Linked DNA regions of Sus scrofa: region 1 is linked to region 2. A link is a contact called in public Hi-C data. All regions are on one chromosome and are shown on one strand. The core of a region is the stretch at or near the end of the contact, and the rest is flanking DNA. Distances in the headings are between cores, read along the strand shown.

The links. Hi-C and Micro-C count contacts between places; a contact is called where the count stands out from the background.
Region 1: a contact with region 2 is called in a Hi-C map of embryonic fibroblasts, with 2.9 times the contacts expected there. The contact joins two enhancer-like sites. A contact is called at or near these places in 6 of 47 Hi-C or Micro-C datasets (embryonic fibroblasts, epiblast stem cells, fetal liver and 3 more).

Annotation. Positions count from the first base shown.
Region 1 is chr16:76,186,536-76,192,200 of Sscrofa11.1, forward strand. No RefSeq gene overlaps it. Among named protein-coding and RNA genes, the nearest start is that of ICE1, 65 kb to the right of the region's middle. Within about 2 kb of position 4,301, at least 8 of the 83 cell types and tissues checked have an H3K27ac peak or open chromatin away from gene starts, as enhancers often do. A contact at or near this core is called in embryonic fibroblasts, where this site is marked.
Region 2 is chr16:75,271,305-75,277,041 of Sscrofa11.1, forward strand. No RefSeq gene overlaps it. Among named protein-coding and RNA genes, the nearest start is that of PAPD7, 14 kb to the left of the region's middle. Within about 2 kb of position 2,262, at least 5 of the 83 cell types and tissues checked have an H3K27ac peak or open chromatin away from gene starts, as enhancers often do. A contact at or near this core is called in embryonic fibroblasts, where this site is marked.

The DNA.
Region 1 (5,665 bases), core at 3,051-5,550, 920 kb after region 2:
TGTTTGCCATTTCTTTGTGTCTGCTGAAATTCACCATCTCTTCCATATTGTTTACCTTTTCTAATAGACCATTTAGCATATTTCTAGTTACTCTAAAGCTCATGTCAAATAATTCCAACATCTGAGCCACCCATGGGTCTAGTTCTATTAACTGTCTTCTTTCTTCATCATGAGATGTCAAAACAGTAGAGACTGAGGTAACTAGTATTTCCCTTTAGAAGGGCTCTCTTTTTTTGTGTCTGGACATTGGTTTGGAGTGCCTGAGTACGTTTTTCTATAGTTAAGCTGGGTCTGAGCTTTTTGCTGATTTTGTTTATTTCAGTTCCCTACTTGCTGCACATATTTTAGGGTGGGCTCAGGATCTTCTGTCCTACAGTGCTTTAGTGCTCACTCTAGCAAGATTCCCCAAATCTATTCATGTTTTCCATCAGTTTTCCACAACATGATAGATCTCACTGAGTAATTAATTAATTAATTGTCTTTTTAGGGTCACACCCGTGGCATCTGGAGGTTCCCAGGCTGGGGTCAAATCAGAGATGCAGCTGCCGACCTACGCCACAGCCACGGCAATGCGGGATCCGAGACGTGTCTGCCACCTACAGCACAGCTCATGGCAACACCAGATCCTTAACCCACTGAGCAAGGCCAGGGATTGAACCAGTGTCCTCATGGATCCTTGTTGGGTTTGTTACTGCTGCACCACCATGAGACCTCCCTCTCTCCGATTGACAACCTGACCGACAGCTTTGCACATTGTTGAAGAGTCCTCTTTACTCTCCAGCCCAGCCGCAGGCTTTTAGACACATGTGAAGATCTTGCTCTGCCCAGAACACCTTGGAGGGACTCCTCCTAGCGCTCCTGTCCACCTGCAGCTATTGTCTGTGCAAAACCTGAAGTGTCTGGGGAGATACCCTCAGGCCTCATGCACATGCCCAGCCCTTGGCAGCTGAAAATCCAGGGTGTCTTTGGCTGACTTACCAATTCTCTCCTTCTTTTGTAGCTGCATCCTCAGCTCTCCGACTGGTTTAGAAAGACTGTGATGCTGTGGCTTCTGCATCTTGTTTGGGTTACTGACAGCAACGGTCTCTTCTCATTTTCTGCATTCTTTTTTTTTTTTTTTTTGTCTTTTCATCTTTTCTGGGGCCACTCCTGCAGCATATGGAGGTTCCCAGGCTATGGATCTAATCGGAGCTGTTGCTGCCGGCCTACACCACAGCCACAGCAACACGAGATCTGAGCCTTGTCTGTGACCTGCACCGCAGTTCATGGCAACGCCGGATCCTTAACCCACTGAGCAAGGCCAGGGATCGAACCCGCAACTTCATGGTTCCTAGTCGGATTCGTTAACCACTGCGCCATGACAGGAACTCCTCATTTTCTGCATTCTAACCAAAGAGGCATTTTCACTGTCTCTTACCTTCTATTTTCTCTCATCTTGTGTCTCTGAAGTTGTTTTCTGGGTAATTATATCAGAGCAATCCTATACCCATAGCTCATCATTTGTCCCGTCCCTTGCTTTTATACTTGGAAATGTATGTGTGTGTGTTTCTGTAGCTTATTTTTTTTTTTTTTTTTTTTTTTTCCAGGGCCGCACTCACAGCACATGGAAGTTCTGAGCCTAGGGCTCGAATCAGAGCTGGAGCTGCCAACCTACGCCGCAGCCACAGCAATTCCAGATCCGAGCCATGTCTATGACCTACACCACAGCTCATGGCAACACCAGATCCTTAACCCACTGCTTGAGGCCAGGGATTGAACTCGCATCCTTACGGATCCTCGTCAGTTTCTTTAACCACAGAGCCATGAAGGGAACTCCTGTAGCCTTTTGTTTTTAGATGTTCTATTTTGTTCTTCAAATCTTCTGTCTGATAAATGCTCCTAATCTCTTATTCTTTTGTCATACTTCATATTCTCCTCTTATTTCTTTAAACATATTAAAGACAATTATCTTACTTATTCCAAACCTGGTAAATAAAACATACACAAACTCCATACCTCAAATACTGACTTCAAACATAGTCTGCTTTTTTTCTGGATCTGCTCACTCATGGAGTGGGTTTGCCTCTGTTTAATAATTTTGTGAGTATGAGTATGAATTCATGCTCCTTGAAACTTCATCTGTGAGGCTGCAGGTGCAGCCCTAAAAAAAAGACAAAAGACAAAATAAAATAAAATAAAATAAAATAATAAATTAGTATTTATTTTGGTAGCTGTAAATGTTGATAAGAAAGTGAATATGACTAAGTTTAAAAGTAAATGTATCATTTCTACAAACTTACTTTTACTGTTTGAAAGTTTTTTTTCTTCTTAGGGCCGCACCTGCAGCATATGGAAGTTCCCAGGCTAAGGGCCTACACCACAGCCCCAGCAAGGCCAGATCCTTAACCCACTGAGTGAGGCCAGGGATTGAACCTGCCTCCTCACTGAGCAACAGTGGGAATGCCCTTTTTACTGTTTTAAATTTCAAACAAGCCCTAATTATTGAAGGATGCTTAAGAATTATTTCTAATTTTAAATTAATCGTTGGGCCGAAATAGACTTTTTTTTTTTTTTTTTTTTTTTTTGTCTTTCTGCCTTTTCCAGGGCCGCTCCCTCAGCATATGGAGGTTCCCAGGCTAGGGATCTAATCGGAGCTGTAGCCCCCGGCCTACGCCAGAGCCACAGCAACGCCAGATCCGAGCTGCATCTGTGACCTACACCACAGCTCATGGCAACGCCGGATCCTTAACCCCCTGAGCAAGGCCAGGGGCTGAACCCGCAACCTCATGGTTCTTAGCTGGATTCGTTAACCACTGAGCCCCGACAGGAACTCCTGACTTTTAAATAATGACTGGAAATGGTTGGTGTTAACTGCTCTTAGAGATTTTTGGGAGTAAAGGTTGACTAAGTCTACCAGCTCAGTCATTCAGAAGAGAAATGCATAATCCAATCTGAGCTCAAGCAGAAACATTGAGGGAATGTCTGGGGTAAAATCTGATCAAGCGGAAGTAAACTAAACACGAAGCTCTTAAGACCGTGCTGTTTTCCTTCCTGCAGAAGAAGAAACATCACACGCGGATGCACACAGTGGGTGAGGGGCTGCCCTGGGCTGTGAAAACCAGGCAGGTTCTAGGCTGAGGCCAGAGACCTAGTTGGCATCCAACCTCTGCCGCCGCCAGCTCTGTGCCACCAGGGCCCTCGGACGGGGCCTGGATGGGGCGCGGTGAAGTCGCTGCAGAGGGTCTCTGGAAGACGGTCCCTGTGACCCAGGCCAGGGACAGTGACAGCTGATAGTGTTCTTGCTGCCCTATCCTTGTTAGGTCTGCAGAGGGAGGAATGTGTGAGGCCAAGGCGGTAAAGCAAGAGAGATTTACGAAGGCCTCCGAAAGGGATGGGCTGAGTTCAAGGTGATGCCAGCCTGACTGCGAGGAGGTGCTGGCGGGGATTTGTGGTGGGAGTTTATGCGGGAACTCGGGAACAATAAAGAAGGAGGGGAAGGGAGTTCCCGCAGTGGCACAGCGGTAACGAACAAGACTAGTATCCATGAGGATGCGAGTTTGATCCCTGGCCTCAGTGGGTAAAAGATCTGGTGTTGCTGTGCCTGTGGTGTAGGCTGGCAGCTGTAGCTCCAATTAGACCCCTAGCCTCGGAACCTCCATGTGCCACGGGTTCGGCCCTAAAAACAAAACAAACAAACAAAACGTTTGGAGTTCCCATTGTGGCTCAGTGGCTCAGCAGGTTAAGAACCTGACATAGTGTCCACGAGGATGCGGGTTTGATCCCTGGCCTTGTTCAGTGGGTTAAGGATCCGCAAGCTGTGGCATAGTTCACAGATGCGGCTTGGATCTTGCACTGCTGTGGCTGTGGTGTAGGCCTGCAGCTGCAGCTCTGGACCCCTGGCCCAGCATCTTCCAGAGAGTGCAGATTCGGCTCTTTAAAAAAAAAAAGTCTTTCTTGACAAACGAGCAAGCAAACATTCTACAAAGTTAATCGCATGAAATTAATTGCTTCAGTGGTTAACAGAACATGATGATAACTGTGTATGAACATTTAAAGCAAATTCCCACTTCCCCACCTCCCAAAAACGCCAGAAACAACAACGGGAAAACAATAGGAGTAAAAGCAAACCATCAGAATAATTTCATTCTAGTGGTGAAGGAAATAAATGGTGTCAAATAACAAACCACCAGGATCCTACTGAATTGCTGAGTCAAGCGTGGCCTCTGCTAAGGCAAAGGAACTGTCTCCAGCTCCTGAGCTGAGATTCTCATTATCTGCTCGGGCATTGTCTGTATTTTCTGTAGAAAAAAGTTTTGAGCCCCGCAAAATTCAAAATTCCTGAGGTGACTCATAGAAATACCATTTATAACATCCGTGGCTTGTTACATCCCTGCTACACTGAGACAAACGCGAGCCCCAGGGGGTGCAAAGAGCCAATTAGAATCCCAAGAGAATGCTGACATCCTGATGCAACCTCCTTTTGAGAGGCAGCCCTGTGCCCCCAGCCCCAGTGAGTCAGGTGAGTTGCACCACGCTCAGGTGAAAGGGGAAGGCTGGGATTTCTCAGCTCTCAAAACGTCCAGGCTGGAGACCCTTCCAAGCCTTCTGGAAGCCTTGCCGCCGCCACCAGCCGACTGCAGCCTTTCTCTCCACGGAAGTTTCAGGGGAAGCATGTTTGGGAAGAAGAGGCATTGGGTTCGTCTGAAATATACCTTGCTATCCCTTTGTTTCTCTTCCCTCCTAAACCTGTGTTTATCTGCTGGGTGTAGGAGGGCCTCTGGATGGGTGCCCGGTTCTGGGTGCACGAGCCAGGTGCAGCGCGCCCCCTGCTGGGACGCTCAGGCAGCTGCAGGCCCCTCCCGCGAGGAGTGGCGCAAGAGAGCTGAAAAAAGTCAATGTAGTTTCCACTGAACACACTTGAACAGGATTAAAAAAAGTCAACTTGAACACCAGGAGCAAGGGTTTTCTTATTTTAAGATTTCTTTCCCCCTCTCCTTTCTCCTCACTTGGTCAGACTGTGGAATTTGAGTGGAAAGAAATGCCAGGTAAGGACGTAATGCAAAGCTCAACCTGTGGATAAAAACACACCATTCACAATAAAAAGCATTTCCTTTTTCTTTTCTTTTTCTTTTTTTGTCTTTTTAGGGCCACACCTGCAGCATATAGAGGTTCCCAGGCTAGGGGTTGAATCAGAGCTGCCGGCCTACACTGGGATCCGAGCCACGTCTGTGACCTACACCACAGCTCACGGCAACACCTGATCCTTAACCCCCAGAGCGAGGCCAGGGATCGAACCTGCATCCTCATGCTTCCTAGTCAGATTTGTCTCCACTGAGCCCTGACGGGAATGCCTCCTTTTTCTTAAGTGCATTAAAAATGGGATGTACAGCTAAAGATAGACAGAAAAAAGAAAGTGAACTTACAGTTTCTGAAATTGCATTTATCTTTAGTTTTTTCAATGCCCATATTTCTACTGAGAATAGTTATGCATTTCAAAATTGCATCAATATCCAGAAACCTCATTTCCTCATTCCTAAACAAATAGACACATTAAAAATATTATTCTGAATGATTGCCAAGATGATAGGAGCTAAATTTGAGTTTCTTTCAAAATATGAAATAAGAAAGGTCAAGAGCAAATGATTCAAAAATTCTGTTTTCTGCTCCACTGCTGATTTAGCAAACA
Region 2 (5,737 bases), core at 1,012-3,511:
TGCAGCTGAAGCCGCCCGGGGCTCTGTGACCTTCCCGAGGTCCTGGGCAGCCCAGCCCAAACCCGTCCGCCACAGCCCGAGGCGGTCATCAGCTCTGCAACAGGGAAGCAGTTCTAGGTAAATAAACCCAGGCTTTGCTGAAATGCCCCTCTGCTGTAGAACTTTAACTGGGGTGTAAAGCCTGCTCTCAGACCCAGATCTGTTTATTTGGTTAAGTACAGGGGGGCCACAGAGCCAGGTCACGTTGCTCTGCCGTTTCCTGACTCTGAGGCTGGGCGGGCTCAGTTTCCTCATCTACAGAATGGGGACAAGAGCTGTAACATTCATAGGGTTGCGTGATGATTAAAAGAATCAATACAGGGAGTTCCCTTGTGGCCCAGTGGGTTAAGGATCTCGGGCTGCGCCTGCAGCGGCTCAGGTTGTGGCTGAGGTAGGCAAATTTGATGCCTGGGCTGGGAATTTCCACGTGCTCAGGGTGTGGCCAAGAAAAAGGAAAGAATCAACGTATGTGACGTATTTGCCAGAGTGACTGGCACGGAGCACCTGTTCTCCATGCGTTTGTGATGTGATGCTCGGAGGTTCTTAAAGTAGCTCAAATTTTCTTTGCATCTTTAGCTTCCTACGTACGTCCTCCCCTCACTGGAGGGAAGATGCCACTGAGGCCACAGCTCCCTGCTTTCTGCTCTTGGCCAGGCTCCAACCTCTCTGCAGACGGAAGAGAATACTGCTCTGCAGGTCTGATGAACTAATTAATTTTTTCTATGTCTCTAACTGATCTTCATTCCAGACAAGCTCTCTGGGTATCTCTTTTGTGCTGCTGTGCAACCAGGACTTGGCTGGGCAGGCTGGAAGTGCTCCTGCTTCCAATCAGTGCTAAACCATCCTTCAAATCAAAAACGTCTCTACCTGGGACGTCCTGTTGTGGCTCGGTGTTTAAGAACCTGATGCTATCTCCCTGAGGATGCGGGTTTGATCCCTGGCCTCGCTCAGTGGGGTAAAGATCCAGTGTTGCTGTGGCTGTAGCACGAGACTCAGCTGCAGCTCCGATTTGACCCCCAGCCCAAGAACTTCCATATGCTGCAGGTGTGGCTGTAAAGAGAAGAAAAAGGAAAAGAAACTCCCCCAAATAACAAACTTCTCTATGTGACATGTAACAACAGAGACAGGTGTAGCCTCCAGACCCACAGACACTTGTGTCCTTCGTCGCAGGACAGGGCGAGAGATGGAGAATGGCAGGCTCCTGAGCCGAGCAATCGAGACCCAGTTTTCACCTCCTGCAGGTCAGCCGCATGCTCTGTGAAACGTCGCCGGGCAGAGGGAGGACTCTGGGCGGGGAACCTGTCTGAGGCCACGGCGGTTCCATGGGAACAGATATGGGCGCTGGAACCAGGGTGGGGTGGAGGGGAACCAGTGAGCTTAGAGTCTGAAGGCAGAATCTCAGGGATCCACTGGGGGGTGAGGCAGAAGGAAGAGCAGAGGGTCCACCGGGTTGGTGGCCTGCGTAATTGAGAGCCTTCTTCTCCCGGATGGAGACGGTGGGGGCGCGCGGGAAGCAGCCCCTGTGGTGTGTTATTTTATTTAACTTATTTGTTTTTTGGGCCGTGCCTGAAGCTTGTGGAAGTTCCAGGGCCAGGAATCAAACCCATGCCACAGCAGTGACAGCAACAGACCCTTCTTTTCTTTTCTTTCTCTTTTTCTTTTTCTTTTTCTTTTTTTTTTTTTTTTTTTTTTTGGTTGCACCCATGACATATGGAAGTTCCAGGGGCAAGGATTGAATCTGAGCCAGAGCTGCGACCTACACCACAGCTGCAGCAATGTGGGCCCCTTAACCCACTGAGCCACGGCGGGAACGCCACAACACCTGGTCTTTAAGTGCCAGGCCACTAGGGAACTCCCAGCTTCCCCTTTAAGAAACATTAGGCTTGGGATGCCCAGCCTGACATCCTGGACGCCTAAGTCCCACGTTTGGAAGAGAAGCTGGTCTGGAAAGGCGCTTCTGGGAGGGGACCCTTCCCTGCTGGCGTGGGGTCAGGGCGGTGAGCTCACCCAGTGGGTGCGGGTGACAGAGCAGACGCAGGGAAGGTCGGCTCGTCGTCCGTCTTTGTGAACCAGCTGCCTGTTCAGGTTTCTGAGAAGATGTTAGACATGCGTCGTCACTTCCCAGGGCCCCACACAAGAAAATATCTGGGTCATTACTACACTCAGGAAACTGGCTTAAGTCCACCGAGGCCTAAAAATAGCGAATTTACAGACCTGTGGGTTCTTTACTCATGACAGCGAGGCCTCGCAGGCCCAGCCAGGAGACCAGGGAGGGGCAGGCCCCTCTTAGAGGCGCAGACAGAGCTGGACACGAAGCCTTACTGGCAGAGACGTTTCTAGTGAATTCTGTGCGGTCAGGAGGACAGATGCAGGCGGTGCCTGGGCCAGGCCCCAGTTCACCCACCAGCTTTCGCTGAGAAAAAGTTCTTGGAGTTCTGGTTGTGGTGCAGTGGAAACAAATCCAACAAGGAACCATGAGGTTGCGGATTCGGTCCCTGGCCTTGCTCAGTGGGTTAAGGATCCGGCGTTGCCGTGAGCTGTGGTGTAGGTTGCAGACGCGGCTTGAATCCCGTGTTACTGTGGCTGTGGTGTAGGCCGGTGGCTGCAGCTCTGATTAGACCCCTAGCCTGGGAACCTCCATGTGCTATGGGAGTGGCTCTAGAAAAAAAGCAAAAAGACAAAAAAAAAAAAAAATTTTCCTTTCAAACATCTGGCATTTGAAGAGGAGGCCAGTTAGATGAAGGTTCCCACAAAAAGAGGCTGGAAGGAGGGGTTCCAGCCCAGGGGGTGGGGGGTTGGGGTTGGGGGTCTGCCTGCTGCGCTGGCCTGTCCTTGTACAGACACTTTGAAGGAGGCCTGTTCCCTAAGGTAGAGACGGACCAGCAGCCCGGAGGTCACGTTAGCCCTCCTGGGCGGGCGGGCGGGCGGGCTGGGCGTCATTGTTGGAAAGAACACACTAGCCCCACACATGCTTTCTTTGGCCTACGCTGTGTTGGCCAACTTTTTAAAATATAAACTGCTTAATGGAGTTCCCGTGATGGCTCAGTGGGTTAAGAACCCAACATAGTATCCATGAGGATATGGGTTTGATCCCTGGCCTCACTCAGGCGTTGCCATGAGCTGTGGTGTAGGTCACAGATGCGGCTCAGATCTGCTGTGACTGTGGCATAAGCTGGCAGCTAGCTGCAGCTCCAAATCACCCCCTATCCTAGGAACTTCCATATGCTGTGGGTGCAGCCCTAAAAAAAGGCCAAAAAAAAAAAAAATTGTCACTTTGCTCGTATATGCAGCAGTAACAACCCCCTCCCCATCTCAGTGGCTTACAGGAGTAACGCAGTACACAGCACCTGCACCTCTCCCTGGCACCATGCCACACCATGCTTTTCCCCTTCAGGGACCCTGGCCAGAGCAGCAGTCCCCTCTCAGTCACACCAGGAGGGAAAAGGGAGACACAGCCGAGCCACACATAGCTCTCGAGACTCTACCAGGAGGTAGTGAAATCTTGGCAAATCACAACCCGAAGGCGTGCCTGACGGAGAGGATGGGGTGGGGGGCCCTCCGAAAGAGAGGCCAGGGAACGATTGAGAACGACAAAACTCCAGCATCATGGCCCGGACACCTCTGGACAAAGGCGGCCACCTTGCCTGCACCCCGTCTCACCACTGGCTCCACCGCTGGTAGATGACACTCCTGTGGTCCACGCTGGCGCAGGAGTTTGCAGGCCCTGGGCCGACAACTGGAGGGTGGTTTACCGCCTCAGACTGGCTACCTTTAAAAAAGAGCCATTGACAAGTTTGCTTCTTTTTTAGCATAAACATATGTAAGATTCGTGAATGCTCTGACCTAAAGAATCTGGAAACAAGAAAAAAAATATTTTTTAAGGCCACACTCTCGGCATAGGAAGTTCCCAGGCTAGGGGTTGAATCAGAGCTGTAGTTGCTGGCCTACACCACAGCCACAGCAGCTTGGGTTCTGAACCGTGTCTGCAGCCCATGGCAATGCCAGATCCTTAACTTGCTGAGCAAGGCCAGGGATCAAACCTGCATCTTCATGGATACTGGTCAGATTTGTTACCACCGAGCCACCATGGGAACTCCAAGAAAAAAAATCTTTTAAAGTGTCAAAGCTTTGCTTTGTCTTTGTGGCCCCGTCTTTCTTGGCTCTTCTGTAGATAAATTTATCCACTGGCGCATTTATTACACAAATATTGAACAAATCAAGTCCTTCTTCCCACGTGATGTGTGTGGGATGAACCCCAAGGACCCCCTGGAGGGATGCAGTCTGTTGCATCTCCCGTCAGAAAGTCAGAATGAGAACTGGGGTTCCTGCTGATGGGGGTCAGACACCCACCTCGATGCTGGGGAAGGTCCTACCCCCGTGAGCAAAAGACAGATGCTTGGAAGCAGGTGCTAAAGGTTCTGGGTAGAAAATCTCGGTGTGACAAACTGCGTGTGCAGGGGATGGGATGAGAGCCCTCTCAGAGTCAGGGGACCTTGGTGCTGTCCACTTCTGCTGCCCTGGCTGGGGACTGGGAGAGTGCCAGCCTGCCTACCCTTTGGCAGAGCTCAGCAGGATGTCCCAGACACAGCCGGCCATTGAATAAAAAGCCAACATTCAAGATACTCCCAACCAGACCTCAATCTCCAGACCGGCCTCATTCCCAACCACTATCCCACTTGATGGAGCCCAGAAGCTCAGAGGTTGTTTGCTCACTGCCTCTGAGCCAAGCGAGCCACACACTTTCTTGTCTCTGACCCGCAGTTCAGGAGGCACCAGTTTTCTGAAAGGTTCTCTCAACCTTGTCTTTGCCTCTCCCGATGTAACCCAAACCAACCGGACTCAGGTCCAATGGAAACCTTTGTAAGGCTTTCCTGGCCACATTAACCTGGAGTGATGGGAAGAGGAGGTAGAGGTGTGTGGTCCTTGCGAGTGGCTATATGGTGATTTTCAAGATGAGTGATGGGCTCCTCCCACTGCCTGGAATTTGGTAATTCCTGCACCCCCTTGATTTTTCACTCTTTAACTCACTGTTCCAGGTTGACTGCAGGCTTCATCACAGCCTGAGTCTTACCTCCTGAGAATCTAACCTTCACTGGCTCTAGCCCCTGGGCCGGCCAGCAGGAGGCGCCCAGTGTCCATGGGTGGGACTTGTGTTGCCAGCTGCTCCTTTGTAATTCATGAGGCAGGGGTGGGTCCTTCCAAGGCTGCCAAGGACAGCCCAGCATCACAGGGGAGGAAATGTCCCCTAACCACAAGTGGGGACCGACCTTTTAAAAGAACTACAAGATTTCAAACTAACAGAAGACAAATTCTTATCCATCGCCAAGTGCTCCACGCAGCAGCTTGAATCTGAAGACAGCAACCCAGTTGAATCTGTAAATATTTAAGGAGAAACCATTCCACAGCAAGGCGGCCCAGCTCTGAGCTGGCCACTGTCCCCACTGTCTGGAAAACAACTTACAGGACAAGAGAGAAGTTTTCTCACACTGGTTTGAAAACGCAAGCCCTTGTGAAGTAAAACTCAAAAGATTGAAGTGAGTTGTTTGATTAAGTGAACGCAATACAATTGGCTGACAGGTCAGATTATCTGGGGGTTAAAACGTTCCCCCCCAAATTTACTTAGAGTAAAAGGAGATAGTCAATTTTTTGTCTGGATCTTTGGCTTAATCCAATAATATTTCTAAAGTACACTTTATTT